2 separate regions of the Gossypium hirsutum genome follow, and region 2 is linked to region 1. A link is a contact called in public Hi-C data. All regions are on one chromosome and are shown on one strand. The core of a region is the stretch at or near the end of the contact, and the rest is flanking DNA. Distances in the headings are between cores, read along the strand shown.

The links. A called contact is a pair of places that touch in the nucleus more often than the background predicts.
Region 2: a Hi-C map of leaf shows a contact between it and region 1, with 2.5 times the contacts expected there. The contact joins the promoter of LOC107897601 here to the enhancer-like site in region 1. A contact is called at or near these places in 9 of 34 Hi-C or Micro-C datasets (callus, fibers, hypocotyl and 2 more).

The regions. Positions count from the first base shown.
Region 1 is chrA10:20,179,900-20,186,650 of Gossypium_hirsutum_v2.1, forward strand. No RefSeq gene overlaps it. Among protein-coding and RNA genes, the nearest start is that of LOC107896140, 22 kb to the left of the region's middle. Within about 2 kb of position 2,587, at least 8 of the 9 cell types and tissues checked have an H3K27ac peak or open chromatin away from gene starts, as enhancers often do. A contact at or near this core is called in fibers and leaf, where this site is marked.
Region 2 is chrA10:20,214,696-20,222,257 of Gossypium_hirsutum_v2.1, forward strand. It overlaps LOC107897601 (calcium-dependent protein kinase 28), which reads left to right and starts at 5,363. Exons shown (of 12, transcript XM_016823099.2): 1 at 5,363-5,991; 2 at 6,574-6,704; 3 at 6,920-6,961; 4 at 7,100-7,211; 5 at 7,309-7,387; 6 at 7,468-7,562. The coding sequence starts at 5,635.

The DNA of each region.
Region 1 (6,751 bases), core at 1,337-3,836:
ATTAGATAAAATAGGCTCATATTGGGAGAACAGATTTATCCCAAATAGATTAAAGATATTATATGCGGGTAACACGCTTATGACAAAGTCATTGGACGAGCACTGATCGAGTAGTTTTCGTAATGATATGTCATTAGGGAAAACTCAGTTATTATACTATAGTGGAATGACTTTGTAACTAAATGAGTTTATAATTAATAGGCGAAAAGTTGTAATCTTTGGATGTTGAATCAAATGAACATAAATAAATAGAAATGATAAAATTAGAGAAATTGGTAACTTATGGAAATGAATGTGGTTTTCTCAAGTTTGAAATGACTTGAGAATTAATTTATGGTTTTTCAAATTATCAATTAATTAATTAATTGAAGTTTGAAAATGGAATTAAATTAATTGATCATTGTGAATATGTTGAATACAGAAATTAAATATATTTTTTCATAGATTCTTTTACGATAAAGTTGTCATGATTTTAAAGGAATTAGAAATGGGTTGAGAAAATTATTTAATTAGAAAATTTATTTATTTAAATTAATTTAACAAATAATATCTATTTTGAGAAATATAAAAACATGTACTGGATTGGTGTAAATTATAAAGTGTTGGGTTAAAAGTCTAGGAAGTACATATAATTAGACTTAATATAAGAGAAATCCGAATCCCCATCGTAATACATATGAGGGAAGGCACATCCTATTAGCCTCACATTTTTCCTAGTTCAACTAAGGGATTATTTTTCTATTAAATATGTATTAAATGCATTCTACTAAGTCAATTAGGGTTTCACTTTCTCTCCCTATAAATAGATGACACTAGTAGGGCTAAATATACAACAAGTTATATACAATTTTGAGATAATGTCATTCTGCCCAAAAATAGTGAGAATTTATTTCTGAGTATAAATTCTATTTTCCAAGAATAACAATTCTACTAATTTCAACAAGAGGGAAAATTTTACTTTCCCACTTAAAATAAAGAAAATGTTTTTTGGTTCTATGTTTGATTCGAAGTATTTAATCCCACACTCGAAACAATTCGTGGTACGAGAATAGCGGGAAGACCGTTCGATTGAAAGCCAAGAACAACAAGGACTCGTCTTGCCCAAAACATATGTGTGATTTTGAGAAAAAAAATTATTACTATAAATATCATAAATCGACTCGATTTTTAAATTTTTATTTTTTTCTATACAAGAAAACTGTTTTCGAACCAGTTTTTTTTCCAACAACTTTAGTATTTTTATGTTAACAAGAACCAAGAAATAAAAAATAAAAATATGCATATAGTAAAATTTGAATTTTCACCTATTTGAATTAGTAAAATTTTAAATTTACCTCTTAACCAAAGGTTCATTCTAATATATTTTATACATTTTAATTTTAATATGCACAATTTATTATCTCAATAAGTTGTATATCTATACTATTATTTAAGTTTCTAATTGAGTTAGTGACACGAGTCAACCAGGCACCAACTCGGTTTCGGAAATATCCTTCCATAATTAAAATATTAATTGATTGTATTTTAATCTTTTTATTAACAAAAACCAATAAAAATAAAAATATGCATATTGTAATAGTCAATTTTGGCCCTAGAATGATAAAACAAACAAAACCCAAATAATTAAATAAAAGTCCAAATTTCAAGTCCATTTACAACATGTGTAATCAGACCCATTACACATCAAATAACCCAATTACTAAACCCAACAAGCCTAAACCAAAACCCTATCAGCCTAAATTATCAAAACCCTAAAGCCCAAACTATCTTAAACATTTTCAGCAAATAAAAAAACCCCTAGCCCCAAGTTGCAGCCGCCGTCCCTTCAGCCACCAGCCTCTTTACCATTGGCCACCTCGCACGGCACCAGCCTCTTCACCATTGGCCACCTCACGCCACCACCGCGGCACGCGCGTCTGACACCACCTGCAAACAGATCAAAGCACGCAAAACACAAGAAAAAACAAAGAAGGAAAAAACAAAAAAGAAGCAGGAAACTAAAAGCAAAAAAACAAGGAAGAAACAAACAGAAAATAGAAATAGAACGAGTGTGTACTCGTCTATAAAAGCCATTCTCGATCTTTTTTGTATTTTTTACAGACATTAAACAATCGCAAAAGCAGAATAGAAGCAAAAAAGTAAAGGTTGATTTGATTTCCTTTTTTTTTCCTTCTCTTTTTTCGATTTCTTGCTTCTTCATTATTTTTTTTATTTTTTTGTTTGCAAAATCTGTTTTAAATAACAATAAGAAGAAAACACTCACCTGGATCGCCCCGGAGTCGCACTGTCGGAGCCTCATCTCCATTCACGGCGTCGACTTCAAAAAAGGGAACAAAAAGGATCTTCTTCTCCTTCGTTTTTGGGCTAAAAAGGAAGTGGCTCTCGAGTCGCTTCGAAACGGGGCTGAAAAAGCCCATCCTATACGGTTTTTACCACCGTCCGTGGTGGAGCAAGGGCGACGGCAGCGAGGATGGGTCTCGAAACCCTAGCTGCAAAGGGGAAAAAAAGAGAGGAGGGAGAGAGAGCCAAGAAGCTCTCTGTTTTTTTTTTTAAAGAAGAAGCTGAAAATGAATCTAAAAAATTTGGGGTTTTAATACAAGCATGAAACGACAGCATTGTTTTCAAGGTTAAAGTGGGTCATTTGCACTATGGGTCCTTCAGTTTTGCTACCCGTTTTCAATATCCCCCTTTGGTTCTTAATTTTGCGCTTTAATTTGGCCCCATAGATTTTACGCTAGTCACATTTTGGTCCTGCATGATATAAAGCACATAAGGGCGGGGATATTCTCCTAATAAGTCCCTCTTTCTTTGCATACGTTCCATTTGGGTCCTCTCTCTTTTAAATTTGTCCCTTTAATTTTATTTTATTTTTAGTTTGATCATAAACCTTCTAATGTCAAACTATTTGGCATATTTTGCTTATTTATTCTTTAGAAAAACATGTATTCTGTCAAACAATTATATATATATTATTTTAGATCTTTTTTCTATATATATATATATATTAGTTCTCTTAAAATTATTTTAGGAACCATTTATTTAAAATTGATTTATGGTATTCTTTTCAAATTGTTATTGTATATTATTTTAGGTTACAAGTATATTTTCTTAATTAGCTACTTTAAACGGTTCTATTATATATTACTTTAAATTATCTTGTATATTATTTATTTTATGATTTTTTTATATACATTATTTATTCTAAACTTTTACATATTATTTATTTTAAATTTATATACATTATGTAGTTAAACTATTATATATATTATTTATTTTAAACCCTCTTTATTAGTTATTTTAAACTGTTCTACATTGTTTATTTTAAATATTTTTTTTACTATTTTACATATTATTCAATTTAAATTTTTTATATAATGTTCATTTTAAAATGTTTCCAATACATGTCATTTTGAATTATTTTATATATATTAATTATTTCACATTGTTTTTTTTATTTATTTTAAACCCTTTTTTATATATTATTTTTGAATTGCTTATTATGTTAAATTTATAGAATGTTTATTCTTGAACTTTCTTTTGTATGGATCATTTATTTTCAAATTTTCAAATGTTTTATTTTAAACTCTTTATACATTTATATATATATATTTATGTGAAGTTTTTTTTTATACTATGTATATTATTTGTTGTAAATTTCTTTTTACGTATCATTTATTTTAGACTTTTCATTAATGATTTTAAATTATTCTTTATCATTCACTTCAAATTGCTTTCGTAAGTATTTATTTTATACCCTTTACATATGAGATTTATATTTAAGATTATCTTATTATTTGATCTAAGTTGTTTTATACTATGCTTCATTTCTATGTTTATTAAGCTTAATGTTAAATAATATATGTTGTGAAATTATTGCTATTGCATGTACGTTAATCTGCTTACTCGTGTTCATATCATTGCCTTGCGCTTGTGGAATATTTTATGCGTGAATCATTGTTCTATGTCGCACTATACTTCATTTCATATCATTGCCACAAATTAGACCCCAATACATTTATCCAACAAATCGTTTGATTTTAACCTAAATAAATAACGCATGTTGCTTAAATATTATATTCGCTACTATTTAAAAACGAAATTTTTCAAATAAGGCAATTTTATGCATTTTGAAATATCGAGGAATTGTGCCCTAACTTATGGGGTTTCGATTTTCTCGTTGTTTCTAAATAGCTAAATATCCTTTTCGAGTTTTAAAACACATGAAATTCTCATTTAAATTAAAAGACGACCTCGTGCTCGGGAATTTATGGTATTGTGTCCTAACTTACGGGATGTGATACTCTGATATCTCGAGATAAGGAAATCTTTAAACAATCGATTCAAGCTAATTCAAGATTTTTAAAATCAATATTAATAGAAAAGATCGTATTTCAAATCCCTTCCCGATTTTTTAATTTTCGACATTAAGACACTAACTAATCAATTCGGTACCAATTTGGGGGCGTATTGAGGGTGCTAATCCTTCCTCGCACGTAACCGACTCCCGAACTCATTCTCTCAAGTTTCGTAGACCAAAGACGTTGTTTTAGTAAACTAAAATTGATTTATTAAAACAAAGGTGATCCGATCACACCTAACAAAGATCGGTGGTGACTCCCGTTTTAATTTTCGCTTTCAAACCAAGTCGACCCCAGTTTTCAAAAAAATGGTTTCGACAGCTTGGCGACTCTGCTGGGGACTCGAGAGTCAAGCCTTAAATTGATTAATTTTTTTCTTTTATCGAAAATTAAAAATCGGTTTTAAATTTACTGTATTGCATGTTGTCTGTTATTTTCGTGGCTTTCTTCATAATATGCTTGCTTTAAATGGTTTAATTCTTTGATGTATCTTTGCATATCGCATCGCATTATTGGTCAATTTCACCCTCTTAAGTGGAAGTGAAAAACTACTCCTTCGTGAGGTCTTCACCTCCGTATAGGATAGTGGATCGCTTTCGGGATGCATCCGTACCTGCGTCTTCGTGAGGTTTTCATCTCCGTATAGCCATAGGGAAATGTATTCCCCTTAATCGAACTCGGTCCGTATGAACCTATAATGGGTGAGGATCGAGGAATCTGTTGGTTCAGGTACCTTTACTTTAGAACCGAACCACATGTAATGAGCCCTAAGAGCCTACCCTTGGTAGAACCACACCGAACCCTAGTGGTTACCGGATTAGGTGCTTATTTATTTCTTATTTGCTTTGAATTCTATTCTTTGTATATAATACTGACTTGTTGTGTTTTGTTGTCTTCGCATGGCATCTCATCATAAAAGGGTGTTGATTCACTTTCGGTTACTAGATAAGAGAGTTTAGCATGAAAAAAGGATTTCTTGATAGAGTGGAGGATAATGCGGCCGTCCGAGTGTGGTCCGAGAGAACGCAACAAGAGAAAGGAGATAGTTTGACCGAGGGATATAAGTCGGAGTTGTGGGATTTCACTCGCATTAGTGTAACTCAGAACGGCATGCAAGAGTTAAGGGATATATGGAATAGTTGGAATGGCGAAGTCAAACAACTCTTTTACTGTAACTACGACGACCTACCCTATTTGCTCGATTTAAGGTGGACAAGTACTTGTTTCGGGCCCTCGCACAGTTTTGGAACCCCGCTTACAGTTACTTCACCTTCGGAGGAGTCGATTTAGTACCTACTGTGGAGGAATACATGGCGTTACTTAATTGCCCAAAGATTCAGGCCGATAGGGCCTATTCAAGACCTGTCAACGTCCTTCCCTTTTTGAAGAAGTTAATGAATATAACGGGGATAAGCGAGCAATGGGTTGCAGCCCGCATCAAGCAAAAAAGGGATAGTAAGTGTATTCCTTGGAGGAATTTCAGGGACTTGATTATTGCGCACCCGGATTCGAAGAAAAGGGTTGATGTTTTCGCCTTAAGCCTCTACGGCTTGATCATCTTTCCTAAGGCGGCAGGACACATAGATGAAGCTGTCTCAAATTTATTCGATCGACTTGATAAAGGTACCACACCCGTCCCGGCAATCCTAGCAGAAACTTTTCGATCCTTGAATGCATGCAGGAGAGCGGGCGAGGGAAGATTTATTGGTTGTGTACAGCTTCTTTTGACTTGGTTCCACAATCATTTTTGGAAGGTGGAGAAGGTCTCCTATCCGGTATTCTCTAAAGATTATTCCCCATTAAGAGAATTAGTGGCCACATCGAGGCGAGACGACATCTCAGAAGAGAAGTGGAAACTATTCTCCAAAATTTGCGGGCCGAAGATGTTGAATGGAGGGCTCCGTGGTTGATTCCTGACGAGATCTTATATAAGTGCGGTGATTTTGAATGGGTCCCTCTGGCTGGAATATGGGGAGCCATTGGATATGCTCCACTGATGGTGTTAAGGCAATATCGATCAAGGCAATTTATACCGGTGACACAAGGGTTGGCACAATGTGAGTTCTCCTATAAAGACAACAATTATAAGAGGAGGGTTCGCAAGATATCAGATGCTTGGAACCAAACTCGAAGAATAAAAGGATTCACCACGGGCCCGATGACGACCCTCGAGTATGAATGGTGGTGGGGTAAGAGAGTCAAAGACCACATCCTTAGGCCGAATCAAGGGAACACTCAACCAATAGAGGAGCATTTACGGGTTATCCCATCCGAGTTAGAGATCATTAAACAAGACTTTGAGAAAAGGAACTCGGAGTTGGGGAAGAAGATAGAGCAGCTAGAAGAAGAGAAAATGAAGTTGAAATTAGACATCGATATCCACAAGCTAGAGG
Region 2 (7,562 bases), core at 4,113-6,612, 38 kb after region 1:
TTAGTGAAGGAATGAAATTTGGGATAAACAGTCTAAAACAGCATCAGGGGAGTGACTTTGAAAAATCACCAAAAATAGCACAAGTTGAACTAGAAGTGGAATGAGATATGAAATTAAAGCTTATTGAATCTATTTTCATATAAAAGAAACATAAAAAACAAAGGAATTCTGTATTTTGAGATAATTATATTTTTTTAAGACTGGTTCTGACTGATTTCGTGATCCCCTGTTCTGAATTGTAAAAATCATTAAAAATTGTACAAAAATAGGTAAGGAACATAATTTATTTTATTGGATTAATTATTGAATTTATTTTCATAATAAAGAAACTAGAACCTCATTTGAATTTGGTAGAAAAAGATAATTAAATTTTAGTGAAGAGTGGTCGAAGCTGTCAAATAGCAAAACATGGGAGAATTTAAATAATAAACTGTACTTATTTGCTGGACCAAAAATTCTGAAAATTTTATGGTGGAAATATATATGAGTCTAGTTTCTTGGAAAATTTATGGATCTTAATTTGGAGTTTCGTATCTTCAGATATAAATGATTTAGTGACTGTGACTCAAGAAAACAGCTTAACCAGAACATGTGTAAATGTACAATTGAGATAGTTTTACTATGGAAAGCATGTTAGTAAATTGCTTATTATTTTCATGCGAGCTTACTAAGCGTAAAGCTTACCCCCTCCTTTCCATTTCTTTTAGTGTTGTCAGGTTAACTCGGGGTTGGAGATCGTCGGAGGCAGCATCACATTATCAAGCCAACACCTTGACAGTATAAACACATATACTAAAATTATCAAGTGAGTGACATGTATAGGGACCTAGTTTTATAACATGTGTTATTATAATTTGGCCAAATATTTTGGTCTTTAGTTAGCTAATGATTCTGACTTATAAATCTAGCTATTCATGTTATGTCTGATATTGGTGATGTGCATATGCTTGTTTGCCATACATGGTTGGTAATATGTTATGTGTTGTTGTAAGAATGTCATGCTTGTGTCTTGATTGTGAATATATAATTACTCAAATATGCCATGTCAATTGCTATGAAAATGTATAAGTGTATGTAGGTAATTAAAGGTGACAATTGGCTTGGAAAATAGCCTTGAAATTGACCACACGGCCCAATCCATACGGGCGTGTGACTCTTCGAAGCAAGAAAATTAGTTAAGTTGCCCAAAGATTTTCAAAGTTCTTGGTTTAGTCTCGAACCACCCCAATTTATGTTATAGGTTTTGAAGACCTATATAAGGGACGATACGCATGTGTTCGAGATGTTTTAATTTTTGGTGAAATTTTGTGGCCCGATTTTGCATGTTGTGAATGTTTAAGTCTGGTAACGCCTCGAATCCTATCCCGATGTTGGATACAGGTGAGGGGTGTTACAAAAGCTATCTAGAATAATAAATGATAAAAATTGAATGTGTTATAAGTACCTTATTTATGAATTGAATAATTGTATGACTATAGTTATTGTATGTTACATTATTTTACCTTTAAGCATTCGGATTATAGAAATACCACTGAGTTTATACTCAGTATACGGTTTGTTTTCCGTGCACAGGTTTGGTACTTAAGAGTTGATTGTTGATTCAGCATCCATCAACGATCCTGATCTCAAACGTGGTGATGTATATTTCTTTTTGTGTCGGCATGTACATAGGGCGTTTAAATGCTAACTATTTTGTGGATTGATTGTAAATATGATTATAAGTTAATTTTGGGTTGGTTATATATATATGTTTATGTTTGAGATCATAATATGTCATGTTAAAATTGATGTCCAAATGGGTAAAATATAGGTAATTTAAGTTAAAATTGGCATGTTTATAAATTTGATTTGAATGAGGTCTTATTAATATATTTTGATAATAAAATTGTGGTACTTATGAGGGTACGCAGGTTAGGCACCTAGGATATCTATTTTGACATGTTTTGAACGTGTTTAATTGTGTTTTGAATTGGTTGAATAAATGATTTGAAATATTTGTATTTGATTTGTTAAGTCCGGTAATACTCCATAACTATGTTCCAGCGACGGTTAAGAATTAGGAGTGTTACATTAAGTTACCACTCAACTAAAGTATTATTTTAATTTTTTATATATATTTTTATTCCAAAATATACAATATATCCTTCATCAGTTGTATATCGTACATATTTCATGTTATTATGATTAATTAGTTTCATTATTTATTGAATTTTATTTTTAAACACATATTTATATTTTAAATTTGTGATTTCCACGCAGGGGCGAAACTAGGGGGTTGGTAGGGGCCCCGACCCACCTCAAATGGAAAATTTTCCATTTAGGCCCTTTGAAAATTTGAAAATTTGAAATTAATAAAGGTAAAATTATACTTAGGCCCTCCTAAAAATGATGAAAATTTGATTTACCCATTTAAAATTTATAAAGATATAGGTTATTAAAATGGTAAAATTATATTTTTACTGTCGTAAAAATTACAATTTAATTTTAACCCCCTAAAAATTTTTTCTAACTTTGTCCATGTTTCCATGAGTGATAGAATTTTTAATATTTATATTTTTTTTATAAAAGAAAATTTATATGCTTTAGAAATAGTCAAAAACCAAATCATAAGTTAAACTGAAAAATAATACATAATAAGCGGAAATAAAAGAATATTTCCGCTGCCGGGGTTCGAACCCGGAAATTCAACAACTAGAATTTTAACCATCGTGCTACAGCGGATTCTTCGTTTACAAATTGCAACGTAAATTATATATCCTGTGTTAGACAAAAGGCCAGCCATCAAAATATATGTTATTTTTTATTCATGAGATAAAATATTTTTATTCCATATAACAAACTAAAAGAAATATTATTTTTTCATTCGTCCAAAAAACATTATTATTAACTACTTTAGTAATTAAAATATTAAAATTTGATTGAAAGTGATAATGGAACTTATCCTTTTAGCTATTAATTAAATGAAAATATTTAACTTTTTAGATAAAGTCATGCTAATTTATCACTCAATCTGAGTTTTATTTAAATAATTTTATACATATTTATTTTAATATACATAATTTATTATCTCAATCTAATACATATTTCATGTTATCATGATTAATTATTTATTGAATATTATTTCTAAACATACATCTTTATTTTAAAATGCACAATATATCATTCATCATTTATATATCATACGTATTTCATGTTATTATAATTAATTAATTTTATTATTTATTAAATATTAATTTTAAACACATATCTATATTCTAAATCCATAATTTGCAATAGAATTTTTAATATTTATAATTTTATATGTTTTAGAAAACTTCAAAAACCAAATCAATCATAAATTAAGCTGACAAATATCATGCAAAAATTTTCATTTCTGCTGCCGGGATTCGAACCCGGAAATTTCTCAATAGAATTTTTAACCATTGTGCCACAGCGGATAACTTCGACATTGCAACATATGTTATATATCCTGTAGTATAGAAGAGGCGCTCTACCAAAATATATGTCATTTTTGATTTAATGAGATAATATATTTTTATTTTTATTGGTCCAGAAAAAAGAAATATTATTAACTATTTTAGTAATTAAAATATTCGAAAAAGAAATCCCGAATCAGATCTTTTAGATATTAATTAAACGAAAATAGAAGACTTTTTTAAATGTTTGCCAGAATTTGAATATTGAATGTTAATCTATATATCTTTTAGTGGTAATTTTTTTATTGAAATACCAGTAAAACTGTAATTACTATCATATATTGTTATACTTAAAATGGATATAAATATATGATGATGACAACCACCATAATTATATGAATGATACAATCAAAATATGGAGAGTTTTGACTATAACTTATATTTTTACACACCAACAAATTTATTTATTTATTTTTATTTTAAAAAATAAATTAATTTTTTTTAATTTTTGATTGAAAAGTGAGTTGTAATCCAAAATTAATAATTATTATACTTCTTTTGTTTTGGACATTTGGCAATATGACAAGGTACTTGAAGAACACCTCTTCGCTCAATATCAGTTGGTTAGTCACCAAGAAACATGTGGCTTGAGAGGTGATTCGAGTTGACCTCTCATCTTATTTGAAAGGATCATGTTTGACCATCCCTGTGAGCTAGCCATATACTTTCTATGAAAAAAATTAAAACGTTTAAAATAAAAAAATATAAAGATCAATTGTATAATTTAACTTAAAATTTTTGTTTGAAATGATAATTAACTTGTCACGTCAACTTATTATTACACTGTTAATGACAATTAATGACTCAGTGACTAAAATATAATATGAGATAAATAAAAGTGACTATTTTGATAATTTATTTTACCTTTCTTTTTGATGATTTTTTATATCCAAAGGAGGGGGAAACTTGAAAATAAGAAGGAAAATGTTAAAAAAACACCGCAAGTTGTATTTAATCGGAAAATTATGGCAGGTGAGAAATACTTATTGGTGGAGTAATCTTAAGCACCAATACGGGCATTATCTGCTTCATCTCATATCGTTCCTCAATAATCTCATTTATCTTACTTTCTCCGACTAGCTTAATTATTAGAAAGCATCTTAGCTCCCTCTTAATTCACCCCCTTTGAGCATCTCAGCCCAATTTCCACTTCAGAGTAACTAAAATCAACCTTAAATACTTAATATGAACTAATTTACATATTAATTAGAAATTGAATAAATATTAAAATACAATTTGAAATAAAATAGTTGTATTTTTCCTTTACTTTTAAACCCAAAATTAAATTCAACTTGAAAATTACAATATTGTAGATGAGCTAAATCTAATAATATTATTAACATATTTTATGTTTGCCCAAACTCAACATGACTTGAAATATGAGTCTAATATTTTGTTCAAGTCCGCCCATATTTGTATACAATTCACCTAACACTATTTTAGGCTTGATCATATTATATTTTTATTTTAAAAAAATACTAATATTTTTTGTAATTTAATATTTAATTAATTTAACATTTTTAAAGTATGTTTGGGTTATTATAAATTTACAAATTAGTTAATATATAAAAATAATGGAGTTGTGGATTAAAATATTTTTGATATATGATGTTTTGATGAAAACTTAGAGAAGTAAGCAGATGATGAAAAGATATGAGTTTTGATTTTGAAGGCCAACAAAGTGGCAATCATAAAGTGAAAGTTTTGAGATTGCCAAAAAAAGAAAGGTGAAGGTAGTGAATAAAAAGCAAGCGGCAAATCTATTTTTGCCCAATTAGCCCATAAATAAGACAAGAATTTAAGCATTAAATCTGTTATCTTTTTAAAGCAAAAAGGAAAGCTGGAATGTGTAATAAAATAAAATAATTTTAGGTGGAAGATATAAATAGATAAAAGAGTTAATTTAGTAAAAAGAAAAAGATTGGATTTGTGTTTTCATGATATCATAACTTGATATTTTTTTTTTTTGGTCATACAATAAACTAATTAAATTTGATTCTAGTCTCCCTTCTTCCTCTTTCTATTGGGGGAGTTTTATCATTTCCCACTTCTTGCTATTTATTTTCATTTCATTTACCTTCTTCTTTTTCCTTATGGGATTCCATCTCTAGAGCTCATTGTTTGAATACCCTCTCTTCTTCCTTCCTTTATTATCGTCATGGGGATCTGCCTCTCCACCACCAAGGTCTTTGGCGCAAGCAGCAACCCCTCCCCCGACCACCACGAAGAAAAGCAACCCGCCTCCTCCACAACAACGACCAATGCCAAAAAGGAGTCTCATAAGCCAACTGTTAAACATCAACAGCAGCAACAGTTCAAAGCCAAGCCTAGTTCGAGGAAACACGGTGGGAACGTGCCTTGTGGTAAGCGTACAGATTTTGGGTACCGTAAGGATTTTGAGAAGCGATACACAACTGGGAAATTGTTGGGGCACGGTCAATTTGGATACACCTACGTTGCCGTAGACAATGAAAATGGCGATCGCGTTGCCGTTAAGAAAATTGAGAAAATGAAGGTATTCTTTTCATGTTTTTATATTACTTCCTTTGATTGTCATATTCAAGATGGGATTTTTTTGAGGGTTTGGTAACTTAAAAGATGAGAATTTTAGGGTTAATTTGGATTGAATTTTCCATATTGGTGGGGGATGTGAGAAATTTAACTTCTATTTTGGATTCCTTATTGGTTATATATATATATATATTATTGATCACATTTGTCTGGATATGGGAAGCTGGAAGCCTTTCTCTTCTCTGTTTTTTAATGTAATGGGGATAGGTGGTCTTAACTAGAAGCATCATTGCCTAAGTAAGGACAAAATTTGGTAGGGATATGCAATAGTCTAGTTGAGCTATGATGATTTTGCATCTGTTTGGCAATCTTATTTATTACAGTTTTAAGATCTTGGTATGGAAAGATTGGATTATAGGATTTTGCAGCAGTTCAATTTGATTGACATCATAATTAAAGCTTCATGTGAAGCAGCAACCTTTAAGCTGCATTATTTTGTTGTTCGAATTGACACTAATTCGGTATAAGCATAGTGGGACTTATTTTTTACTCTTTCTCTTATTTTAAAACCCTGGGTTGCATGCAGATGGTTCTTCCAATTGCTGTTGAGGATGTCAAGCGAGAAGTCAAGATATTAGAGGCCCTGAAAGGCCATGGGAATGTGGTTCAATTTTATAATGCATTTGAGGATGATTCCTATGTATACATTGTTATGGAGTAAGTTTCTATATTTTATCTACAATTATGGCTGTTCATTCAGTTCCGGTTTTCTTTTAATTGTATCATTTTCTTTTTCTTGTCTTCTGATGTTCAATTTTGCCCAAAAGTTTTGTTTGCCTAGTGGTTCATATTTGGCCTTCTCCTCTAATATGATTTCATATTAATCCTTTTATATCTTGACTATCTTACATGTTGGTGCTATCTGATTCTAGGTTGTGTGAGGGTGGAGAGTTGCTGGACCGGATATTGGCCAAGTAAGGATACTAAAATTTTGATATTGTTACTCTTAAATAATGTGAATTTATGGACCAAATATGGTAGTCAATACTTTCTGTTAATGTTTTCAATAGTGTTACTTCCAGTAGTAACTTATGCTTGCCATCTTCTATCAGAAAGGACAGCCGCTATAGTGAAAAAGATGCAGCATTTGTTGTACGGCAGATGCTCAAAGTTGCTGCCGAATGTCATTTACATGGCTTGGTTCATCGTGACATGAAACCTGAGGTATGCTCAACTACATTAACATGGATAACTCATAAAACTTCCTCTTTAGGAAGTCATGCTGCATCTTTACGGTTTCCTCATTGTTTCTTGTCTGTAGAATTTCCTATTTAAGTCAACCAAAGAGGACTCACCTCTGAAGGCTACAGATTTTGGTTTGTCAGACTTTATCAGACCTGGTGAGTTGCATTTGCTAATTTTAGAATAATCATGCAACAAACATCAAAGCTATATAATCTTGAACTATGATTAAATGCAGGGAAGAGGTTTCAAGATATTGTTGGCAGTGCCTACTATGTTGCTCCTGAAGTATTGAAAAGAAAGTCAGGGCCGGAATCAGATGTATGGAATATT